Regions from separate parts of the Gossypium hirsutum genome. Here region 1 is linked to region 2. Evidence: chromatin contacts called from public Hi-C data. All regions are on one chromosome and are shown on one strand. Each heading gives the region's core, a stretch centred on a gene start, on an enhancer-like site or on the middle of the called end of the contact. The rest is flanking DNA. Distances are from core to core; before and after follow the strand shown. Region 1 holds the start of LOC107939370 (transcription factor DIVARICATA). Region 2 holds the start of LOC107899036 (acetyl-coenzyme A carboxylase carboxyl transferase subunit alpha, chloroplastic-like).

The links. A called contact is a pair of places that touch in the nucleus more often than the background predicts.
Region 1: a Hi-C map of leaf shows a contact between it and region 2, with 2.1 times the contacts expected there. The contact joins the promoter of LOC107939370 here to the promoter of LOC107899036 in region 2. A contact is called at or near these places in 3 of 34 Hi-C or Micro-C datasets (hypocotyl and leaf).

Annotation. Positions count from the first base shown.
Region 1 is chrD04:47,438,593-47,446,195 of Gossypium_hirsutum_v2.1, forward strand. It overlaps LOC107939370 (transcription factor DIVARICATA), which reads left to right and starts at 4,964. Exons shown (of 2, transcript XM_016872700.2): 1 at 4,964-6,262; 2 at 6,520-7,603. The coding sequence starts at 5,838. The coding sequence ends at 7,021.
Region 2 is chrD04:46,969,630-46,976,837 of Gossypium_hirsutum_v2.1, forward strand. LOC107899036 (acetyl-coenzyme A carboxylase carboxyl transferase subunit alpha, chloroplastic-like) reads left to right here and starts at 4,656. Exons shown (of 12, transcript NM_001326870.2): 1 at 4,656-4,718; 2 at 5,196-5,551; 3 at 5,638-5,712; 4 at 6,260-6,367; 5 at 6,494-6,654; 6 at 6,744-6,858; 7 at 6,943-7,097. The coding sequence starts at 5,225. LOC107899035 (a long non-coding RNA gene) reads right to left here and starts at 3,133. Exons shown (of 3, transcript XR_001684559.2): 1 at 2,455-3,133; 2 at 1,784-1,835.

The sequences.
Region 1 (7,603 bases), core at 3,714-6,213, 470 kb after region 2:
TGTATAATCAAAGTAGAGGTCCTTAAATAGTAATTAGACCATAAAATTTCCATGGACAAAAATAGGCATGCATAGATAAAAATAATTAAAGTTTTAATTAAGGGTATTTTAGTCATTGAATAATAAAAAGAATAAAAAGGGAAAAAGATGGCAAAAATATCATCTTCTCCAAAAAGCTTGCTGCCAAAATTTGAAGGACACCATAGCTAGGGTTTTCACACTTTCTCAAGCTCATGGTAAGTGATTCCAAGCCCCGTTTTTAATGCTCTTTACATTTCTGAGATTCTGGTAGTTTAATTTAGCTTATTCTAGCAATAATTTAACCTAGGGTTATATTTGGAAAAATACTCATAGGTGAAAGTGTTTATTTTGATGTTTTATGATAGAATATGAAGCTAGAAATTATGTTAAACAACTTTTTCTAGCCGATTTTAAGCGAAAACGAGTAAGTTTACATAATCGGTAAAAATCCCTAATGTACATAAGTGTCAGAGTGAGAATTTGATGTTTTCATAGAAGATAAAAATGTTCAGCATGTTATATAACATAAGAATATGAGATGAAGTTTAATTTCTGAACTTTGGGGCAAAAGCGTAACTATGTAAAAGTATAGGGGCAAAATCATAATTTTTCCAAAGTTAGAGTCGAGGGCTATTTTGATAAATGTGAGTATTAAATGAGTTAAATTTTCTATTTTAGATCAAGAAGAACGAAACTCGAGGTTAGACAAAGGAAAGAATAAAGTTGAAGGCTAAGTTAGTGAATTTGGCTATATTTTGTACCGATGTAAGTTTACGATAAATAAATATAATATTTCAATAATTATTATTAATATTGTTATTTTCTAGCAATTTTGCATTTATTTTATGAATTTATTTAATGTTGACTCAAGTATGAGCTGACAGAGAATCGATGTTAAAAAGCCTCGTTGAAACATGAGGAATGTATCGGATACAAATGTCATGATATTTGGGTAAAGAGGTCCCATGTAAGACCGTGTCTGGGACATGGCGTTGGCACCGAGATGAGAGGTCCCATGTAAGCCCATGTTTGGGACATGGTGTTGGCACCGAGATGAGAGGTCCTATATAAGACCATGTCTAGGACATGGCGTTGGCACCGAGATGAGAGGTCCCATGTAAGACCATGTTCGGGACATGGCGTTGGCACCGAGATGAGAAGTCCCATGCAAGACCATGTCTGGGACATGGCATTGGCACCGAGATGAGAGGTCTCCCGTAAGACCATGTTTGGGACATGGCATGGGCACCAATATGAGAACATCTCATGTAAGACCATGTCAGGGACATGTCTTTGGCATGTTATTATCAGAAAAGACCCAAGTATCCTTATTATTCCAACGTGGCTCAATGGGCTAGTAAACGGATCATTTTAATGAAAGTTCATTTAAAAGCATAAATGGCAAGCTTAGATGAGTTATAAGAGTTAAGAACTTACTATACTATCAATTGATATTCAATGTTTCAGCAAAAGAAGAATAAGTTACGATCATGAGTTAACTAAGTAAACCAGCAAGAGAATGAGAATGAGATTAAATAAAGAGTAAACTAGAGATCTTGACATTTGAGTTAGTTATTTGTGTTAAATGTTGTTATTTATTTGCTAGTAAACTTACTAAGCTTATGCTTACTTCTTTTATTTTTCTTTCTCTTATACTATTGTAAAGCTACTTTCAGGAACTTAAAGACGTCGGAGATCGTCCACACTATCAACGACAACAACTCGGTATTTTATGATGAACCATGTTTGGGTTATAGCATGTATAGGGACTTAGTTATTTTGAATGTTTTTATTTATGATTTTGCTAAAGAATGATATGTAAGTATTTGATTATGAATGGTTTTTAAAATGGCTGAGTATGAAGGTGTTTGTTGTTACAAATGTTTAGGTGATAAATCATGCATAGAAATCATGAAAGAGTAAAATTTGCAAAGAAACAGATTTCAAGCAGCAACAGTAACCTGAATTTGAAAAATCACCTAGGATAGTATAAAATGAATTAGAAGGTGAATGATATATAGAATTAAATCTTATTGAGTCTACTTTCAAAGAAAAATAATGGTATAGAAAAATGGATTTTATATTTTAAGATATGTGAATTTTAGTGAGACAGGGTCAGAACTGTTTTTGGAGTCCTCTTTTTTGAGTTTAGAAAATCATTAAAAATTGTAAAACAATGGTTATGAGTTGTAGTTTATATGTCTAGATTCCTTATTGAGTATATTTTCTGTAGAAACAAGTGAGAACACCATATGAAAATCCTACAATGAGAAAGCTTATTTTAAGTTACAAGAGGTCAGGATAGTCAAGTGGTGAAACAGGGGAGATTTTAACTAATAAACTGTACTAATTGGCTAAACCAAAAATTCTAAAAAATTTATGGTAAGAAGACATATGAGTCTAGTTTCAGGGAAAATTTACGGATTTAAATTTCAAATTTCGTAACTCGATTTATAACTAAATTAGTAACTACTGCGCAGGTGGACAACTTTGTTGTGAATAGTGAAATTAATTTCAAAAGTAAAATTTTATGCCCCGAATTTTTAAGTTAAGTAAAGTAATGCCTCGAGCTCGACTCCGGAAACGGTCTCGGGTAAGGGGTGTTACAGGGAACACATATGGTTGTATTATTATTTGACTTGTTGTACTTATTTTGGTAAGATTTATCATTTTAGTCTGTCGAACTTACTGAGCTTCAATGAGCTTACTTGTTTTATTTTCTGCTATTGTAGATATTTTGAAGGTTGGACTGTCAGATTGGCACTCAAGTCACACTATCTCCCCATTTTCGGTAGTTTTTGGAATGTTCATTTTGGATTATATGGCATGTAATAGGCTTGTATGTCATTGCTATTGTTTTGATATGTAAAATGTTAAAATATGATCTTAAGTGCAAATAGTCAACTTATGTGATATATGTAAATAAGGTATGATGTTTAAGTGCAAGCTCATGGTAAGTGCGTTTGGAATATTGCGATTGAGATGCCTATGTTTGGCATATTGGTTGAATGTGAGATGGTATGATTTAAAATGCCTTGAATGATAGTTCCTTTTGTTGTAAAATTGTATACACTTGTGGTATCAATGAGGATGCATTGGTTAGGCACTTAAGATGGTTGATTTAGCATGGTTTTAGCTTGTTTAATGTCACTTTAATTAGGTCTTTTGGCTATTAAATAGATTACTTAGAGTCCAAGTAAGCTTGAATTAGTAAACTTGTTGTTTAAGGTTCATTTTAGGTCCACGCTGCCTGAGACACGGGCATGTGACTCAGCCATGTGAGACACACAACCTGGCGCCACGGCCATGTGTCATTTGATGAATTATTTAGGGTGCAAGTCAATGAGTTACACGGCCTAGCACACGGGCGTGTGACACGGCAGTGTGACCCTACTTAAAGAGTTACACGGGTGGGAACACGGGTTGGGACACGACCATGTGTCCCTAATTCGATTGTTACATGGCCCAAGACATGGGCATGTGTCTCAGCCGTGTGAGGCACACAGCTTGGCCTCATGGCCATGTGACCCCTGTTTTGTAGATTTTTTATCTTTTTCCTAAACTTTCCAAACTGATTCAAATTGATCCCAAATTGTTTCTAGACTATTTTTAGGTGCTTGAGGGCTCGATTCGGGGACTATATGCATGTGTATGAATAATTTATGATGTGATTACAATATTGAATGATATAAGTTTCAAATGTTTCTGATTGTTTAGTAATACTCCGCAACCCTAATCCGATGACGGAAACGGGTTAGGGGTGTTACAAAAAGAGAGAAAGGAAAGATTTATTCTCTAGAGTAGGTGAGAAAGTAGAGAAGGTTATGATGTACAATGTCTTGCAGAAAACAAAATGATAAGAAATTTTACAATAAAAACTTGTTTTTTTTAAAAGTTGACTTGTACATTATTTTACATTAATAAACTTGTTTTATCGAACCAAACATAAAAAAGAAATTGATTTTGATTTGGTAATAAGAAATTTAGCCCTCAAAGTTTACATATTTTGTTAATTTGATGTTAATTTATCAAATTTGTCTCACTACATTTGTGTAAATTAAGGCTGAATTTGTTGATTTTTTTAGAATTAAGACTAAATGACAAAATATGTAAACATCGAAGGCTAATTTTGTTGCTATATCAATCAAAGTATTACAATTGACAGATGACATAAATGTCATTAGTATTATTTTTTTAAACAATCTCATTATAGGTTTCAATCTTATCTGCTCTTTTTAATATAGTGCCTAGAACTACCTATAGCCCATCCCCTACCTTTAAATAGGAGGATAATATGTTTCAGCACACTCGAACCCACGTCTTCCTATACTAACAACAATGTCTATGTTAATTGAGCTAAAATGCAATCAACACATTAACGTTATTATTAATTGTTCTTAGTTGCTCACTTTCAAAATTGACGAGGATTAAATTGCTTTAATTTTTTTGAGAGCGATCAATTTGCTCAATTTCAAAATTGGGAGAATAAAGAAATCCTTTTAACTAAATATACATTAATCTAATTCTTATATATATTTTAAATAGTTAATATGAATAAAGTTATTTGATAATTCTTATATACATTAATCTCAACTTTTGTGTTTGGTAAAAAATAAAAGTGAGTATTCTGTATATTTACAATGTATTTTATTTTATTCCACAAATAACCTTAAAATATTGACATGTATTTTTTTTATACTCCTATAAAATATTTATCAATATTTTATTAAAATCTAAAAATTCCACTATCAATTAATAATTTCTCAAAAAATAATATTTATAATACTTTTAACTTCAAAAATCAAATTTCTCTACTAATTTTGTAATGAAAAAGCACATTTCACCTCCCATTAAAAATTTGGATGACACGAAAGACAAACATCTCACGTGCCAATATTGGTCTTCTCCAAATAAAAAGACCAGAAAACCAAACATCCAATTTCATTCACCAACAAGCCAAATGTCCGTCGATATCTCTCTTCTGATTGGCCATCACCCTTCCCTCATAATATTTTAGAGAAAAATAGCGTTGCTTTGGCCACAGTAGCGCCCACAATCTCCGTTTTCTTCAACACCAATCACGAGTTAGCAGCTTTGACCCCTCTCTTTCTCTCTGCCTTCACTTTCAGTCTCATCATTCTCTGTTTCATAGTTTTGTAAGCAGTACAAAATATAACTCAAAAGAGTGTGCTTATAATCCATTTCTATCATGCACTCTCTCTTTCCTCTTCTTGCTTTTGCTTTACCTTCCTAACAAAATATTAACTGCTAAAGATTTCCCCCAACTTTTAGCTCTCCAATTCTTTAGAACCTTCTTTGTTTTGTTTTAGTGTTTTTGCTTTCTTCATCGATTTACTGCGTTCTTTTTTTTTTTTTCCAGTTTGTGTTTAAATCTATGATCTGGGTTTTTAAATTTTAATCTCTATATCAATTTTCTAGTTGTAATTGTAGTAGGCAATTTTGGATCTACTATGTATGTCTAGGGTTTTTCATTTATATTTGCAAAGATCTGCTTTTTCTTTTTCTTTTTCTTTTTCTACCAGCTCTCGAATTTTCCTTGGGTTTTGGAAAGTTCACTTTTTTGAGATTCCTCAACTTAATCTTGTGTGAAAAAGGGTACCGAATCCATTTTAATGTTTTTATGATTTGATATTTCGTTGCTAATTTAAAACAGCCATACTTCTCTGCATTTTTCTAATTTGGTTTTTCTCTCTCTTTGAACAATTTCATTCAAAGAGGGAGAAAAGCATAGTTTTCTTCTTTCTTTTTTTGCGTACGGGCAAATCATCTTTGGCAGTTTACGTAACCAGTAACAAATGAATAGGGGACTTGAAATTCTCTCTCCAGCCTCTTATTTACACACTTCCAATTGGTTGTTTCAAGAGAGTGAAGGTACTAAATGGACGCCTGAAGAGAACAAGTGCTTTGAAAATGCTTTGGCTTTATATGATAAAGATACCCCTGATCGATGGATTAAGGTGGCATCTATGATTCCTGGAAAAACAGTTGGGGATGTCATCAAGCAATACAGAGAATTGGAAGAAGATGTGAGTGATATAGAGGCTGGCCTGATTCCAATCCCTGGATATAGCCGTGATTCTTTTACATTGGAGTGGGGTAATGATAGTCAAGGCTTCGATGGATTTAGACACTATTACACTCCTGGTAAAAGAGGGACTGGGTCTCGTTCTTCTGATCAAGAAAGGAAGAAAGGGGTGCCATGGACTGAAGAAGAACACAGGTAACTGCTAGCCCTTTTTTTTGGTTCTTTATATATTTGACAATTATGATCAGTCCTTAGGATATCAGGTATCAATGGAGTTTCCTGTTTGAATCTTGCAATTGTTATGAATGTTGACAATGTGGTTGGTTGGTAAACACTGTGTATATTTTGTTGGTGCATGTCGCTTTTCTTGGTTGTGCAAATTCTGTACCGTTCAATGGTTTTCAGCATTATTCCTAGCGGCTTATGATGTTTGACTTGATGATTAATGACAGGCAATTCTTAATGGGTCTTAAAAAGTACGGTAAAGGGGATTGGAGAAATATTTCACGCAATTTCGTGACTACCCGAACACCGACTCAAGTGGCAAGTCATGCTCAGAAATACTTCATCAGGCAGGTCACCGGGGGGAAAGACAAGAGGAGGTCCAGTATCCATGATATCACAACGGTTAACGTCCCTGATACTCCCTCTTCGTCACCGGATCACTGCAAGCATTCGTCTTCAAGTGATTCTTCTGCAGTCATACAGGCACAGCAGCAAGCTAAACTAGCCACAACTAAAGAGATCGACTTTGAATGGAAGCAACAAAATGGAGCAGCTATGGTTTTCAACCGGACGAGTAATTGCAATGCTTTCCTGCCCCCCTTCTGTGGGATTTCATCATACGGACCCAAGCTGGAGGAACAAAATTTGCTTGGAGAAACTCTTCCCAGATCTCAATTCGGATCTTACAACACTCTTTTCCAGATGCAGTCAATGCAACAACATCAATAAACTGAGTGATAATGTGGGAAGACTTTTCTCAAGGTATTATTATTAGTTAAAAGAGATGAAGATGAAGCCTACTAGTGATGTGTATATCTTGGAGATGCATTTTAGTCCATAGTTTCCACTATAAAGAGAGATCAGTTAGGTGGTTTTGTGATTTATCATTCAAATTCTGAATCATTGAACCAAAAAGATAAAAGCTTATTTACATGAAGCTTGGGCTCTTGTTAATTCTAGTCTAGTCGTGTGTCTGCATCATCTGTTGTAACCTGTTATTCTTAGATTGATTGTGTGTGTTCTATAGATACCACCATGTGGATCCGAGTCCTCTGCAAAATGACAGACTGTACTATAGAGGCTTAAAATTTGATATGAGCCTGAAATAATTCATATTTCCTTGCTTCAAACACTGATGTTCAGCACCTTAACTTGGGACAACATGAAGAAATCCATGGATCAGCTTTGGTGTTTTAGCCACAAGGGGTTATTTTGTTGTTGCTTATGAGTTTGCACTGAAGCAGTTAATAAGGCTATTGTAATGAAATTATATTGTGGTTTAAAAGGATATATGGCCAAAGTGGAAGCAGG
Region 2 (7,208 bases), core at 3,406-5,905:
ATATATATGTTAAGTATATTTCAATTGTTTTTTGCTTGTTATTCTAATTGTTTATACTATCCAACAGGCACACAAGAAGTATGAACCATTTCTGAATAAAAGCATTGATCATTATGATGAAATGGCTTTGGTTGTTGGCAAAGATATGGCAACAGGGAGTTTTGCTAGAACATTTGCTGATATAGATTTGGATGATGGTAACCAAGATTCAGTGCCTATAGACTGCGACAATGAAGAGACTGAAGAGGTAAGAACAAAAGTATCTTCATTTGGAACATCCAAACGTAAAAGAAAAAATGTTCAAGAAAGTGTCGTTGATGAACAAATTAAATTTGTCGGTGAACAACTTGGCAAAATTGCTAATGCTTTGGAACAATTTACTGCGGATAAGACACCACATCTTTACGAAGAAATGATGTCGATGGAGGAAGAAGGATTTGATGATGACTTCCTGTGTTCTGTGTTTGATTATCTAGTGAGTCACGAATCCAAAGCCAAAGCTTTTTTAGTTAAAAGTAAGAAGAATAAAAAATTTGGCTTCAAAAATTTTCTCAAGGTTGAAGATATAGATACTTTAAATGTGGTGTAATATTAGTTATGCACTTGCACAATGTTGTTGTTATTGTGTGGTGTACTACTATTTATGTATTTGGATAATATTATTATTTGACTTTATTTGACTTTGGATGTTTTCAATTTATGACAGTTAATATTCTAGCTTAATAATTGAGTATTATTATATATTTAATTTGATTTATTTATTTATCTATCCATAAATCATTGCAATATATGTAAAAACAATTTAAAATATAAATTTAATAATATATATGTAAATTTATTAATATATGTAAAAACAACTTTTCCGAAAAATATTTTCAAGAAATCTACTAAACAACAGAAAATATTTTATTCGAATTCATCTAAACACCAAAAAAGTAAATTATTTCCAGAAAAGTAAATCATTTTCCAGAAATCATTTTCCAGAAAACATTTTACTGGCAAACAAACGGAGCCTTAACCTTCCTAATGATATCCTCCAGATATCTATGAATTGCTCCTCAAACCTCACACTTGATATATTCACATAGTAGGCAACATGTTTAAACTTAAGGTCTATGGAGGTGAAATTTTTTTACCATATCTATTGTATTCTTTTTCTTTGTCTATAGGATGTATATAATACATTATATGTAAAAACCAACCGTAGATTCCAATAACCTACTAAGATTGAAGAATACCATAAACAGAATTTACCAATTTTATCATAATTTTTTTTTATGGTGAATGTCTTATCCTACACAACTTCCTGATAAGCACCCAAATCACCACCAGATAACAACAGAATAGTAATAGGCCAGAAGTAATGTACATGTCTAGATTCTCTCTCTTTTCTTTTTTTTTTTTGGTTCAAATATATTTTGAGATTCTCATGTGTTTCACTACGATAAAAAAAAGATGCTTCTCTTTTTTCATTTTTAATTTCCTGGATGAGCATATTAAAGCATGAGATATTGAATATCCTGCCTCAGTTGACAAGCATACTTCTTTGGGAATGTACAAGTTTTTTCCATGTCAACAACAAGAACACTAAAAGAAAGTGTTTCACAGTACTAATCCGGCTTATATTGGAAAGCCAGATAAGTGAGGCTAACATTTTGACTAGAAGTAGTACCAATTGCATCCACATAATGAATGCAATCTGTAATCCAGGAATAAAAGATGCATATACATTTAAAATATGCATGTAGATTTCAAGCGTTCACACCACATGAATTGTACTCACCACATACGTGCATCTAAGGGCAAGTTGGCCAAGATGATATAATCGAAAACCACTGGATAAAACATAAAAATGCAATGGATTCAGTTCGCATGAAATGAAGATATAAATGGATTCCATGTTAAACACATAGTTGGATAGTGCCATATAAATTGCATACTGTTCCCAACTTTTTGGGATGCTTCATGCTTGTTTATCTAACAGGACACAAATAGAAACTTAATATGAAATTATCTACTTCAAAACATAAAGAAAATAAACAGGAAGTTCGAATTTTAACCTATGGAAACAATCATAATATTGAAGTCAATAGAAGTAAAACCCAATACCAAAAGCAAACTGACTGAAACATTCAAATCATCCATGTATTCATCTAACAAATTCTGTCGCTGAATAGCTAATCCTAGTTACTGAAACTTCAGAAGAACTAAACGTTCAACGCTTATGATATTATATGACCAAAAAAAAATAAAACTCTTTTTTCTTTTAATCTTAGATACAAAAAATGACCCGAAATTCCCAACTCTTTTCTTATTCGATCTTTCCACATTATGAGCAACTAATTGTTCTAATATTTTCAACAAGGAAACCATTATTTTTCATACTTAATTATAGATTTTTACCATTATCTACACCAATTTGGGCAACGGAAAAGGATAAAGAGAAAGAAGAACCTGGATACTGAAATCGCCGCCGGGGAGACATTGTGGGAATCCTCAGAGAGGAAATCGCCACGGGAGGCGGCGGAGTGCCTTGGAACATCATTTGGCGCTCCTTGGTGTCAAGATAGGAAGCCAGCGCCGCTAAATCGAACTCGGAGAAGAAAGGTCCTTGCAACACCGTGTTGACGCAGTGGACAGCGCAAAGCTTGGATTCTGTACCTCATGGTACAACAGCCCTCCATTGCCCACAAACCAGTCAATTAGATTCTCAAAGTAGTAAACATAGACCCTTAACTCGTTGGTAACTTTAATTGTCAAACCCTAAAGCCCTTTTGACTTCAATTTTATTTGGCTCGGCAGTCGGCTCGACGTCCGTTATGCGGGGTAACTCAGCACGTGCAAAGGATGCTGACACATATAACTTGCTAAAGATGACGATGATGATGTTTTCGGTTTCGCCTTTATTCATTGTTTAGCGTAATGAAGAAGATGAAAAAGAGAGAGGCATACTATCTCATGAGCATATGCTCTGCTCTCAAGTAACCAAGTATATTTCTTATTAGTTGTTGGTGTAGAAAGTAATCCCACACATTTCCCATGCATTACAGCTCACTTTTTTCTGCAGAGCATTTGACGGTCTATATCAATTGTTAAGCTCAATCAGCTTACTCCCACATCCAAAAGGACGTAAACAACTATAATGGTTAAGTGCAACGAATGGAGAAGATGTGGGAGAGACGGTTGGAGTCGAAATAGAAGAAACAAGCCGCAACTTTGCAATTCCGTGTCTCTTTCAAAATTTGTTCACTCTGTAGTTTGACAGAAACAAAATAATGTCAACTCTTGTTAATTATTAATATTTTCTAAAATGGATCAACTAATCACCCTGCATTTTACCTACTCTAACAAACACAATTGACATTCCCAACCATGGCGTCCCTTATTTCATTTTAAATTTTAATCCCTAAACTGAAGAAGTCATAATTGCTAAAAAGTGAACCCATGAACTCTTCCATGGTTTAGGCATCAAAATTGAATTCAATCAACTGGGTTGATAAGTAGACTCCAACTCATGATCCCCGCATTTTTAAAACTAAATTATTACTCATATCATTATCTTATATTTTATTTACATACATTCTATGCAGTATTAAAATTCTTCTTATTTTATAAATATATCCTCCTGGATCTTTAGCTAAAAGTTCTATTTATTAAGTGATCCAACATCTTTCCCTATTTTTTATCAAGATTTTTAGAATGTGGGCTTTTGGTTTAATTTGTTTAGTTTAACAGAATAAATAATTAAAATATAAAAAGAATTTATTTAAACGGCATTTTAATCCGGTCTAGTCAGTTCAATCAATTTGCAAGTCAACCGATTCAACATTTTATTTCAGGTCGGTGCCCTGAACAATTCTTGATCCAATCGATTTGACCAGACAATTTAGTTTGATTATGGAAACAATAATTATTATGTTCAATTGCAATATCTTTTATTAATTCAATAATAAATATTAGATTATGACACACCTTAATATGTATAGAAATTTTACTAACAAATATATTTGTTAAAAGTTAAAATAAAAATGGAATGATGTTTTAGTTGAAAGGGTAAAATTAAATATTTAAAATTAATTATCATGAATTTAAATTTTTATTAATTTCATATAAAAGTATTTCATAGTATAATTATTTTATTTATTAATAAAATTTTAATAATTTTTAATTGGATTAATGTTAGTAAAGAATTTATCAACAATTTTTGTGAGAGAGCTATTTAAAAAAAATAATGTTTAAAATGATTGATTTTATTAATAAAAAAGGAATCTAATCTTAAAGGGGTGTCCGGACTCCGGGGCGAGCCCAAGAAAAAGGGTCATCGAATCAATCGAGCCCATGGGTTGCGACACGTGCGAATAACAAGACCAAGTCACCTTTTTCCTTCAACGGCCTAACCGAAAATTGTTGGCTCTTTATATCTGCCCTCTTTGTCACATAAGAAGTATCGACAATGAGCACATGAAAGAAAAAAAATAATAAGTAAAGGTTAAAATTAAAATGAATTAGTAATTAGTAAAACAAGGCATTTTGATTGACGATCTCCACGAAGCTCTCTCTCTCTCTCTCTTTTTTCTTCTCTTTAAAAATTTAATACTCGCATTCTCTTCTTCACCCTTTTCAAACTTATTTCTTTCGCCTCTTCTTTCTTTTTTCGGATCTTCTCTCTCTCTCCAAAGATCTTCGATTCTTTCCGTCTCCTTTTCGTTCGCTCTCTGGTAATTTCATCTTCTCTTTTTGTAATTTAATTTGTTCTATGCTGATTCATCTATCGTTACTGTTACTTGTCTCGCTTTCTTTCTTTTAATTCTGTTTTTGAATGATTATCTGCTTGGTTGCTGAGAAAATGGAGGGAAAGAACGAAATGAGGTTTCAAGTTTGTGTTCTTTTCAGTTTGAAATGTGCTTATTCAGCTCAGATATGTGTTTAGTGTAAACTAAGTATTCAGAAGGATTGGTTAGGAGTTTCTTTTTTTTTTGGTAAAAATCAGAGATCAAAATGTTACTTCGTGTAATCGTTGGAAAGCTAAATTAGGAGCTTCTTTATTATTATTATTTTATGCTTTTTGCTACTTTTTCCTCGTTTATCTTACTTAGCAGTACTGTTTAAATTATTTCAAGAAAATTGACTTTTTTTATTTTTCTAATTATTAGACTGAAAATTGGACATTTGACTGTTTGGATTTTTTTTTATAGAGTTTGGAGAAATCGAAGTTTGGAGTGTGATGGCTTCGATAGCGTGTTCTTCAGCTGCATTTACTGGAACTTCAGCTTCGGATCTTCTTCGAAGCTCCAGTAACGGCGTGAGCGGCATCCCTCTTAAAACCCTAGGGAAGGCACCATTTTCCGTGAAAAAAAGGGATGCAACTGTAGCTGCAAAGCTGAAGAAAGGGAAGAAGCATGATTATCCATGGCCTGCAGATCCGGATCCAAACGTGAAAGGCGGAGTCCTAACTCATCTCTCCCATTTCAAGCCTTTGAAAGAAAAGCAAAAGCCTGTTACTTTGGATTTTGAGAAGCCCCTTGTTGAAATCGAGAAGAAGATGATTGACGTAATTCCTTACTTTCAGTGATTGCTGATTTTGTTGATAATAACATGCCAGTATTGCTGTAACTTTTGTTCTTGTTTCATATGCAGGTGAGGAGAATGGCAAATGAAACTGGTTTGGATTTCAGTGATCAGATTATATTGTTGGAGAATAAGTATCAACAGGTATAAGTATTAAGTTTGTGACATTGTGGGAATGCTTTGGTTGTTTCCATGCAGTAATAAAATTTCTAGTTATATGTTTGTATAACTGTCTGAACCAATACCTTTTCAGCCTGTTAATGAGAGTGAAGTTGAGTATGCGTGTGTTAAATTGAATTATGCGAAAACTGAATATTAGGCCAGGAAGTGCTACTCTGCATATTGGGCAATAAAAGTTTTCTGTTGCCTTTGCTACGGCATTCATTACTGGTTATGTAAAATTTTATTATTGTTCTTGATTTTGGCTTTGGATTCATTCACTTATTGCAAAGGATGATCAATCATGGAACAATTATATACTTGCTTGAAATTCTATACTGTTAAACTCCAAAATCTATGATTCTTCTTTACGTAAGCCTGATACCTTACGTAATAAAGGCGGAGCTTAATTCAATGTTTTGAAAAAGGCTCATCCACTGTTTCGTGTTGATGCCCTGTCAAAGATATTGATGTTTCGTCATGTTTGTGGTTTCCAGTTAACTCTTCTCATCCTTTCTGTTATTTATTTCAGGCTCTAAAGGACTTATACAGACATCTGACCCCTATACAACGTGTACACATTGCCCGACACCCCAACAGACCTACATTCCTTGATCATATATTTAGCATTACCGATAAGGTTTGTTGGTTACATGCCCTTTAGCTTTAAATTCTGCAAATTTCCATCAAAATTATCTTTAATGTCCAGTGTGCAGAAGGTGAAGAATTGTTTTAATAAATGTCTTGTATATTCTCCTATGTCCAGTTTGTGGAACTTCATGGAGATCGATCAGGGTATGATGATCCAGCTATTGTTACTGGTATAGGAACCATCGATGATAGGCGATACATGTTTATCGGTCAGCAAAAGGGTAGAAACACTAAAGAGAATATTCACCGCAACTTTGGAATGCCAACGCCCCATGGGTAAGTTGAATGAAACTTTCATGTTGGATTTTACGTTTGAAAGAGGGAATCTTTGTCACTCATAACTGATATTTAAGAAATGCTTACAGTTACAGGAAGGCTTTACGCATGATGTATTATGCAGATCATCATGGTTTTCCTATAGTTACTTTTATCGACACTCCTGGGGCTTATGCTGACCTTAAATCTGAGGAGCTGGGTCAAGTATGAGGACTATTGTTTTCTAAAGTGAACCGAATTGACTTTTAATGTTAGCTCAACTGGTTTTTATGCGTTACGTTCATGTAGGGTGAAGCTATTGCCCACAATTTGAGGACCATGTTTGGTCTGAAGGTCCCAATTGTTTCTATTGTTATTGGGGAAGGTGGCTCTGGTGGTGCCTTGGCCATCGGCTGTGCTAATAAATTGTTAATGCTGGAAAATGCAGTCTTTTATGTTGCCAGGTATTTGAGTTTTCCAATATTGTTTTTATTGAATGTCAATTAAATCTATACAATCTGCCCTTCCATACCCACACAATATATGAAATTGCAATTTGTTAGAACTTTTTATTT